2 separate regions of the Mus musculus genome follow, and region 1 is linked to region 2. Evidence: chromatin contacts called from public HiChIP or PLAC-seq data. All regions are on one chromosome and are shown on one strand. Each heading gives the region's core, a stretch centred on a gene start, on an enhancer-like site or on the middle of the called end of the contact. The rest is flanking DNA. Distances are from core to core; before and after follow the strand shown. Region 1 holds the start of Psmd3 (proteasome (prosome, macropain) 26S subunit, non-ATPase, 3). Region 2 holds the start of Zpbp2 (zona pellucida binding protein 2).

Region 1 (5,223 bases), core at 933-3,432, 130 kb before region 2:
ACTTGCCCATAACTAGAGTCCCAGGGGATCAGATGACCTCTTTTGGCCTTGGTGGGCACTGCACACAGGTGGTGCATTTACAAACATGCAGATAAGATACTCACACTCACATACACACACACTGAAATTCAAACATGTTTACCCTTTTTGACTTAGGTATACAAATTCTGGGAAGCCATATTTAAGTAGTTACAAAAGTAGATTGAAAACTTTGGAATAGTGAGGACTGCAAAACTACTTAAAAGAGCAAGAAATGAGAAAAAAGAAGAACTTAGATGTGCAGCAGTTAAGAGAATGCTCTGAGTCTCACTGCCCACTTAACAACGGGTGCTTCGCGTGTGACAGTAACTGCTACAGTTACAGCGACTATGTATGGAGGGCCCACCATGTATTTCTATCATGTGCTAGCACAGCTCATGAGCTCCCATGTTCACAATAACCCAAACAAAACAGCTAATGCTATTAATTCACCCACACAAACAGGGAAACGGATTCTGGACTTTATATAATCTCCATCACTATACTAAGTAGTCAACAAATGCTTCTTGCATAAGTTGAACCCTATGTTCATGGATGTATTAAATGAAGACAACAAAAAGAAAATGACAATATCTTTACATACGAATGCCCTGATCCAAATTGAATACTTAAGTGATTTCAATTATGGAGCAGTTTGAAAATACACGAGGAAATATGTCAACTCTGGTTAAAAGTTTCTCCCTGTTGCTTTAAAATGCTCACATGTTCCAGAATTTCTACAGTGAATACAAACCATGAAATATTTCACGATGCTGAGTGACATTTCTGCCACTGGAAACTTTTATTTCAGGAAAGAAGACCTTTACTGTATACAGATCTTGTTACCAAGTTTAGAATGGGAGTTGATGCAGTCTATACATACTTACACTCAAAAGTACAACTCAGGGCATGACTTGGCCTATCACCATGTTTTAAAGTAGTTTCTCGTGCAGTTGAGACACACACACACACACACACACACACACACACACACAGAGAGAAAAAACTACAGATCACCCGGAAAAGTCTCATCGCGCGCACATGGACAAGATATACTAAGTGGAAAAAGTAAAAGAGCAACTTAAGCGGGACAAGGGGACAATAGGAGCCTGAGAACGGGTCTCTGGTGTTGGCTTATAGGAGTCGGGGCCACAGGTAGGCATTATAAACTAAAAGAGAAAGAAGGCAGGGGTGGGGGGGGAGGGGGTCTGATTCAGAAGTAAAAGCGTGCGTGTGCTTGAACTCTTTAGGAAAGGAGGGGTAAGGTCCTTAAGAGAGTGGAAAAGTGCACCGGGACTTTTAGTTTAGATGCTTCAACTACAGAAGGAAGGCAGAAGGTAGAAATGGCTCTCCGAGGGAGTTTGCTAAAGGAGCCTAGAGCTACAGAACCCATTTTTATAAACTCTTAAACTAAGAGGCTAGTGTAATCTGTTACCCTGGTTTCTCTAGACACAAATACAAATGCTACTTTCTACATAGCAATAACAGGCGCTAGAATCGGTCGGATGGAGTAGATCACTGGGAAGGACTGAAGAAAAGGCTCGGTGAGACTAAGATGCAACCCCAGAGGAGGAGAGCAGTCCGCAGACTGGAGAACAGGTTCGGTCATCGGCTGGGGTCGAGGGAGTCAGGGTGGTTGGGCGGGCACTTCTGACCCCAGCTCCATTGACCGAAGGAACCAAGGTAGGTGGAGGCTACGCAGAGGTCCCAGCAAGAAGTCGCATCACCCTGGCCGCTGTCACCGGTGATCGCGGCACGACCCCGACGTGGGCTCCCGTACCTTCTAAGGTGACAGTGTCCAGCTCTCTCTGGGAGTGCTCGGTCGCAGCTGCCTTGCCGTCTCCCTCCCCCGTGGAGCCGCTCCCAGCTGCTGCCTCCTCTTTCATCTCCACATCCTGGGGGGCCGGTGGCGGCGGTTCTTGTTCCCCTCCCGGCGGCGGCTTTGCCTTGTCGGCGCCTCGGCGCCGCGCCGAGCCCTCCTGCTTCATGGCGCCCGGGGTCGAGGCCTAGTCCGGGGACCGAAGCAGGGGCCTCGCGTAAACCCTCACACCAGAGACCAGGCACAGAGCCGGGCCTGCACACCAGCGCGGGCTCGCGTCGGGCCGCACGATGACCGAGCAGCTGCAAACTCCTTCCCGGCGCTGGGGCTTCTGGGAAATGCCAGGCATGGCGAGCAGATGGCCGAGTCCAGGGAGGGAAAATAAATCAACAGCCGAGGTGCACGATGAAGGCGGATCTTCTAGGAAGTGGGAGGAGTCTTCAAGAAACGATGAAGGCGGACCTTCTAGGAACTGGGAGGAGTCTGCAGGAATTTGTGGGACCTGAGAGTGGTGATTTTATCTTCCTCTCTAGTGTACATCTTTGGATGTCCGCGAGAGGTCACTTTAGACTCCAAGCTGGGCTACAACAGACTCTAACATGTAAGTGGGTAGGACCTATCGGAGCTCAGATGGGGATGACATCATGAGTTGCCGGGCAGATTCCTCTCCACCCCCCTAACCCCCGCCCCGGTCAAGCTCTCCCAGTTTGCGCGGGTCAGGTCCCCAATGAAATCCGCCAGGCTCGTGCTCTCAACGCCCGCCAGATGCTTCCAGCACCAGAAAGAAAAGGAGCTTGTGGACGTGTAGCTAGGCTGTTTGGCTTTCGATAAACTGAGCTCAACCCCCAGGGCATCCGAACTTCCTTGTCAAATTTTTGTATAATGCTGAGTATAAGGCATACCTTCTCTGCAGCCTGGGAATGTGGGGGTCGTGTGTATTTGTGTAGAATTAGTCAAATTTAATAATAGGAGTCCACGTTGTATACTGCTCAGGGCCAGTATATATAAGATTGTTGAAAAACCCAACATGCCCAGCGTGGTGGTGCATGCCTTTTATCCCAGCACTCAGGAAGCAGAGACGGGTGGGTTTCTGTGAGTTCGAGGCTCAGCATGGTTTACAGAGTGAGTTCCGGGACCACCAGGGCTACACGGAGAAACCCTTTCCCGAAAAAGTAAACAAACAAACAAACACCAGCTCAAGAATGTAATGTAGGGCTAGGTGTGGTACATAATTTTAATCTCAGTGGTACACAACTTTAATCTCAGCACTAGGGAGATCTTTGAGTTCAAGGCCAGCCTGGTCTACATAGCAAGCTCCAGGACAGCGGGAACTACACAAAAAGACCCTGTCTCCAAAAAAAGAAAAAAAAAAGAAAGTAATGTTGAGGGGGTGGTGAGATGGCTCAAGTGAGTAAAGGTGCTTGCCAAGTATGAAGACACGAGTTTGATCCCTGGGTCCCATGGTAGAAGGAGAGAACTGAGTCTCACGCTTTTCTCTGACCTCCATAAGCATGCTGAGGCTCGAGTTCCCCTCCCCCATAAATAAATGCTTTTTTTTTTTTTTTAAAGGTTTTTCTGTATTGCCCTGGATGTCTGGGAACTCACTCTGCTTCCCAAATGCTGGAATTACAAGCATTTGCCACCACTACTAAGCATAAATGCTTTTTTTTTTAATTAGATATTTTCTTCACTTACATTTCAAATGCTATCTCCAAAGCCCCCTATATCCTTCCCCCTTCCTGCTCCCCAACCCACCCACCACAGCTTCCTGGCCCTGGCATTCCTCTGTACTGGGGCATATGATCTTTGCAATATCAAGGGGCCTCTCCTCCTATTGATGGCCAAGTAGGCCATCCTCTGCTACATATTCAACTAGAGACACAAGCTGGGGGGTGGGGGTACTGGTTAGTTCATATCGTTGTTCCACCTATAGGGTTGCAGACCCCTTTCGCTCCTTGGGTACTTTCTCTAGCTCCTTCATTAGGGGCCCTGTGTTCCATCCAATAGCTGACTGTGAGCATCCACTTCTGTTTTTGCCAGGCATTGGGCTTTTTTTTTTTTTTAAAGAATGTAAATTTGGTGGTTTGACCTTGCTTGACCCATAAGGAGTGGCACTATTAGGTGTGGCCTTGTTGGAGAAAGAGCTTCACAGTGGGGGGGGGGGGGGCGGGGGCAGGGTTTGAAGTCTCCTAGTGCTCAAGCTCTGCTCAGAGTGGAAGAGAGTCTCCTCCTGGCTTGGCTGCCTTCTGATCAAGATGTCTTGGTGTCTTCGGCCCTTCATCTGCCTGTAAGATGCCATGCTTCCCACCATGATGATAATGGACTGAACCTCTGAAATGGAAAGCCAGCCCCAATAAATGTTTGCCTTTATAAGAGTTGCCTTGGTCATGGTGTCTCTTCACAGAAAAATAAAACCCCAACTAAGACAGTAATATACCCCATCAGGCACCATGCTGCACTCCAGTAATCCCAGCACTTAGGCCGAGGTCAGCCTAGGCTACTGTGTGAGAACTTGCTGCCCTCTCCAAAGCTCAAAACAACTGGGCTGGCAAGATGAGTCAGTAGGTAAAGGTGTTGCCACAAGCCTGTGGACACCTGAGTTCCATTCCTGGAAACCTGGTAAAGGTGGAAGGAGAGAACTGAATCCATAAAAGTTGCCTACTGACCTCCACAAGGGGGCAGTGGCATGTGACAACCACTCATTGTCATCATCACCATCACCATCATCACCATCACTGTCATTATCCTCATCACCACTACTACCATCTCAACCACCACCATCATCATCACCACCACCACCATCATCATCACCACCACCACCATCATCATCACCACCATCACCACCACTACCATCATCACCACCATCATCTTTTCTAAGTGGAAACAGCAAGGGATGTGTCACAGAGCCCTTTAGAGAAAGTTGACAGTCTGCACTCTGTTCTCCAGTGCACTGAGGGGATGAAGGGTGAGAGTGGTGGAGCCTCTGCTGCAGAGCAGGGCAGCGACCTGAGGAGACCTTTATATATCCAAACACCTGTGAGTGGGAGCAGGAGGATGCCCTTTGTGGTGGAGACATGAATAGAAGAAAACTAGACTGGGAAGCCTTCCTGTCTTTCCCACAAGCATCAGTTTTGAAGATACAGCGGTCAGTTTCTCAAAGCACAAAACAAATTTCCAGCACGGAAACTTATATAAACAAGATCCCAAGTGAGTCTCAGAGCTGGGACTGGCTCAGCTCCCACTCTAATAAGGACTCAGAAGACAGAGGATGCGTCTTGCCTATACTCTCTTCTGTATTTATAAATACTCAGGACATCTTGCTTCCTTTGTGTGTTTGCTTTAAGACAGGGTCTCACTAGGTGGCCCAGGCTGTCCTGTAACTCAAT
Region 2 (5,706 bases), core at 1,650-4,149:
TATATTATTACCAAAGACCAGAAAGTCATATTTCTTCTTTATCATAGTTTCTTCTTGGGTTTCTGCTTTGATAGTCTTATAGGAAAGCATACATGAGTAAAGTCCAGATAACGGCTCCAGGAAATCCTTCAGTACCAGTTCTCCTGTGTTTGTTATATTTATCTGGCTATTCCCTGATCAAAAGAGGAAATCGCTGGGTTACTCAACAGGTAACTTAAACATTATTCAGTAGACGCAGGGCTATAAACAGACATGCAAAAATTCAAAAATTAATAGACTATTTGAACCTTGAGAACCCAATAAAACATTTTTTAAGACACGGTCTCACTGCATAGCCCTGGCTGGTCTAGAACTTGCTATGTAGATCAGGCTGGCCTTGAATTCACAGAAATCTGCCTGCTTCTGCCTTCTGAGTGCTGGAATTAAAGGCATGTAGCACCAGGCCCAACAGCCCAAGGGGGAAAAAAAACCTTAATTGTCATACTACTCTATGAAAGAATTACATGAGCCGGGCACACTTGTGAAATATATGTTGATTTTCTTTATTTAGTTCTGACTGATTTATGCCAGTAATTCAGTAAATTATATATCTATACATATTTACGTGTTTATATAAATACATTTATATTTTATATTTACACACACACACAGAAACACACACAACACACAAATAATGTTGATATTACAAGGTACTATTCTAACATAAAATTACATATTGAATATCCCATATTACTGGTGTTTTATGGGTAAACTTTAGTACTTAGGAAAATGTTTAGTACTTAGGAAAAGTAGGGCCCAAAAATAACTGCCGCAGGGTAACCAGACAGCATAGAGAAAATTTGCTTGAGAGGGAGACTCTGGATTCAGTCCCAAGCACTGGGAAACAAAAGTAACAAAAAATGGTCTCTTTGGTTAGCCCAGGCCACCTTCAAACTTGTAATCCTCCTGCCTCAACATTTTGAGTATTGTGCTCACATGGGCTGTGCAGTCTTTTGCATCTGCTTTTAGTTTTTGCATACGAAGAACTTAAGTCATGGGCCAAGAAAAATTATAATTTGTCGTGTTGAGAAAAGTTAATTGCAGTTAAAATTAAATTTCTTGGGGCTGGAGGGATTGCCCACTGTTTAAGAGCACTTGCTGCTCTTGCAGAGGATCTGGGTTCAATTCCCAGCACCAACAAGGTGGTTTACAACCAGTAGTAATTCCACTTCCAGAGGATCAGATATCCTCTTCTGACCTCTGAGGGCATCGGGCATGTGGTGCACATACACGCATGCAGGCAAAACACTCACATATACAAAAATAAAATACAGCTAATAGAATTTTAAAATTAAATTTGTTCTTTTCAATAATGGCAGTGCTTTTTTAAAAAAACAATGTTCACACCGTTAAAATATATTTAAATTATTTACCTTTTAATGTGTTTTCATTTGGCCCAGTCCATAAATAGGTGGGGTCCACTGTTTCTTTATTGGCACGATCAATATCCATACAAATAAGGACAGGACTAGCCTGATGTAACTTTACATATATTTTTACTGTGACAAAATAAAATTCTGCGTAATTACATTATACAGAGAAATAAAGACACACACACTCCTAGACAATGATACCAGTTAGTTCTTTCAGGATTTCAGTACTTAAAAAGTCTTCGTAACGTGTCCAATGCTAGTTGTCATTTAGAATGAAGTCTTTGCTGCTTCCCCATAGTAAACCTTTAAACTGTACTTTGTCGGTAATATTTTTATTTTGTGACAGTCTAGAAAAATGAAGATCAAGTTCCTTTTAACGTACACATTAATAAATAGCTCCAATAAGGAGCTATGGAATCAATGTTACAGGATGTTAGCTTGACTGACAAACTATTTCAAAACTGAAAACTTGGTATTTCGCGTAAGCTTCCTGTTGTCTTGTGCAGTGTTTACTAGAAAGGTGTACAACAGTGACTCAACTGGATAGATAGTACCTAGTCTCACAAGGTACTTTTTAAGGTCCAATCATTGCCAGGATCAGAATCTCTAAAGTCTATTGTTCAGTTTGGCAGTGTAATGGTGGTGTTGGGAAGAGAAAGGCCTTAAATGTGGAATTGTTCTAGACGGAGTGCAGTGTTATTTCAAATTTGGAGTACTTTTTCCTGAATGTAGGAAAACTACAGAGAGTAGTAACACTGGAGCTGATGTTTGATGCATGAATAGGGCTGGTTAATACAAGAGGGAGAGAAGAGCCTTCCAGAGGGGCGTCCACTCTGCTAAGTGCCTTCACCCATTACAAAGCAGAAGTATTTGAAAGAGAGACGTGGTATCAGAGCGGCAGATCTGTGGTGAACACTGGAATAGAAGACTAGCTTTGAGGGCAATGATGCAAACTTCCCGAACTGCAGAGCACAGACGCCCTCCTGCCTAGCTCCCTTTTCCCTGCCTGAAGAACCTAAGAGGATGCATCCCCAGCTCTTGGGACAAGCCTTGCGTGAGAAGAGGCACGTATTACCTGGGTGCCCTACCGTGCCGTAAACAAAGCCTTTGATATTGAATAAGGAAGAACGTTGCGATCCAACTGCGGAGGAGAGAACACCTCTGGCTTATTATTAGTGTTTGGAGGACACACGGTTCAGGGCGGGGCGGGGCGGAGGCGAAGAAGGAGGGACGGGGGAGGAGCCTGCGGGCCAAGCCCCACCTCCTGCGAGAGACCAGAGCACCGCGTAGAGTAGGGCCCACGCAAGCATCACGGCTCAGGCACTAGTGGCGACGGCTGGGTGCCCTCCTACCTCAGGCCAGGCCCAACGCCTCCCCATCGCTCCTCTACAGAGCGAAGCAAACCGCCAAGGGCATCTTCCCTACCGGTCCCAGGCTATCACGGGGGCGGCTGTGCCCGAGAGCGCCTGCGTGTTCCGGCTTGGCACGAGGGGCGGGGCAAGCGCTCGCAGATGGAGAGCCCCGCCTCCTGGCGCACGCGCAGTTGCGGAGCGCTGCACCCTCCGAGCCTTTCGCACCTCTCCTTGGGTCCCGTGTTCCCGCTCTCTAGCTCTAGTCGGCCTGGTGGTGTGACGAGTAAAGGAAACGAACTCAAGACTTCCTCAGACTAAAGGAACTGATGAGTGAACACAGTGGGTCCTAAGGACGGTGGCGGCGGCTCTGAGCAGCCCAAGGATGCCGTAGTTTGGCGATCAGAAGAAGGGAGATGTTTGTGAGAATTTCCTAAAAGCGAGGGCTCAGCTCTGGAACCCCGAGCTAACGTTGCTAGCGTTGCTGGATCTGTCAAAACGTCACATCCAGTTTTCACCTAGTTGCATTTTTCTGGCATACAAAACCAAGACCTTGAAGAGCCCTCTCCTCTGTGCTTCAGAAGGGTGCCCTCAGACCTTCCCACGTGGAGGAAGGTTAAACCTTTATTTTTTTCAGCTTAGAGTGTGAGATGATGTAAGGGACACCCCCTCATGCAAATTTATTCGGAAGTAACTTTGCTTTAGAGAATGGGTCCCTTCGAAAGGAAGGCGAGAGCGGGTGATCTTTTCCTCAGCTGATGTGAGATAAGTCACTCTCAGGGAGCTCCAAAATAGTCTTTCAAAGTTCTTCTGAACCCTGTGCTGGGGACCAAACCCAGGGCCTTTACTGAATTGAGTCGCTAACCCCATCATGCGTGGTCCCATCTTGACTGCTATTTTAGGTGACCTGAAAGACTTTAGGTGTTGTTTACCTCTTGGCAGTAGAGCACCGCTCTCAGTAGTGGTTTTGAGTAGGTTGGTTAGGGAGAGAGCCCAAGGTTCAGATAGGGTGCAGAATGGTTATTTGGGGTGAGATCAGGAGTTTTCAGTTTTATTTCCTTTGAGCCGAGTCAGTATTTGGACTGTCTCAGATGGTCCAGGAGCAACCTTTGTCAGTAATTTCATTTTTAGTCACTGTTAATTTTATCGATCTAGCACAAGCATGAAATGGGATTCAATGAGTCAGATCCACCCCCTGTCAGTTACTACGTCTAGACTCATGGGTTAGCCTCAACTGTTAAAAATGTGGATGGGTGTTTTGCTTGCATTTCTGTCTGTCTGTGCACCACAGGCATGCACTGCCCACAGAGGCCAAAGAGTGTGTCGCCTCTGGGACTGGAGTTAACAATGGTTGTGAGCAGCCATTTGGATGCTGGGAATCAAACGTGGGTCCTTTAGAAGAGCAGCCAGTGTTCATAACCGCAGAGACACCTCACTTCAGATTTAATCAAAACATTTTCCAAAAGTACAAAGTATTACTAACTTCTCAGTTATTGCACACGATTCTCATAAACTTATGTGTTAAATCTTAACTCTTATAGAAGAGTGTTAGAATAGTCGGGCTGGAGAGATTGCTCAGTGGTTGAGAGTTTATCTGCTTTTCCAGAGGGCTCTAGTTCCAGGATCCAGCTGGGTAGCTTACAACAACACCCTTTTAACTCAGTTCCAGGTGAGCCAGTGCCCTCTTCTGGAAACCATGGATGCCTGCATTCACGTGTATATACCCTCTCCATCCCTCCCATATATACAGAATTAAAAAGAAAACCTTTAGCTGGGTAGTGGTAGCACATACCTTGAATCCCAGCACTCAGGTAGCAGAGGCAGAAGCAGAGGAGGGCAGATCTCCGAGTTTTAGGCCAGCCTGGTCCACAGAGAGAATTCCAGGACAGCCAGGGCTACATAGAGAAACCCTGTCTCAAAACAAACAAGCAAGAAGAAAAGAAATGAGAGAGAGAGAGAGAGAGGGAGAGAGAGAGAGAGAGAGAGAGAGAGAGAGAGAGAGTTAGTTTGGGTCTTGGAAGTATCCATGTAAATGTTTGATGTAAGCTTTGTGCTTTAGTTTTGTTTACTTATTTTGAGACAGTGTTTCTCTGTGTACCTCTGGCTGACCCAGAACTTGTTATATAGTCCAGACTGGCCTCCTAGAGATCTGTCTGCCTCTGCCTTGTGAGTGCTAGAATTAAAGGCAGGTAGCATCATGCTGGGCAGCCCAGACAAACCTTGTCATCTGACTCTATGGAGACGCTACATGAGCTGGGTTCACTATGAAATCTATACTGATTTCCTTTATTTCTCAATATCTCATTTAAACTGATTTAGGTCAGTAATTCAGTATATGATAGATATTTTTATAGAAGACAAATTTATTTGATTTTTAAAAAAGATTTATTTATTATTTTATCTAAGTACACTGTAGCTGTCTTCGGATGCACCAGAAGAGGGCGTCAGATCTCATTATCGACGGTTGTGAGCCACCATGTGGTTGCTGGGATTTGAACTCAGGACCTATGGAAGAGCAGTCAATGCTCTTAACCACTAAGCCATCTCTCCAGCCCTAGAAGACAAATTAATAATGCTGATATCACAAGGCACTATTCTAACATGAAACATTACATATTGATACTTGCCAAGGCACAGTTGTACACTTGGGCTATCCTGTCTTTCCTTCTTTTCTCTTTTTCTTTCCTTTTAACAAAGAGGGTCTTTCTGTATAGCCCTAGTTGTCCTGGAACTTTCTTTATAGACCACACTATCCTCAAACCAGAGATACTCTTGCCTCAGCTTCCCAAGTGCTGGGATTAAAAACATGCAGTCTATGCCTGGCATGATACAGCATTGTTAATTAAAGTTCATATTTTTAATATTTCCGTAGTTTATCTGCACCAGAGTCACACTCAGGCTTTCGTGTCACATTTAGTTGTGCTGTCCCCTCAGGTTCTTCTGAG

What was found. HiChIP or PLAC-seq counts read pairs in DNA pulled down with a chosen protein or histone mark.
Region 1: an H3K27ac HiChIP or PLAC-seq map of embryonic stem cells shows a contact between it and region 2, with 12 read pairs. The contact joins the promoter of Psmd3 here to the promoter of Zpbp2 in region 2. A contact is called at or near these places in 3 of 39 promoter capture datasets (erythroid cells, macrophages and neural stem cells), 4 of 484 Hi-C or Micro-C datasets (the G1E-ER4 cell line, embryonic stem cells, liver and 1 more), 10 of 115 datasets of contacts at active chromatin or transcription factors (the 230-238 cell line, the SCID.adh cell line, effector CD8 T cells and 2 more) and 3 of 9 other capture datasets (adipose tissue, liver and pancreatic islet).

What each region holds. Positions count from the first base shown.
Region 1 is chr11:98,679,513-98,684,735 of GRCm38.p6, reverse strand. Psmd3 (proteasome (prosome, macropain) 26S subunit, non-ATPase, 3) reads right to left here and starts at 2,182. Exons shown (of 12, transcript NM_009439.1): 1 at 1,799-2,182. The coding sequence starts at 2,006.
Region 2 is chr11:98,548,290-98,553,995 of GRCm38.p6, reverse strand. Zpbp2 (zona pellucida binding protein 2) reads right to left here and starts at 2,899. Exons shown (of 8, transcript NM_027061.2): 1 at 2,674-2,899; 2 at 2,488-2,553; 3 at 1,413-1,538; 4 at 12-173. The coding sequence starts at 2,722.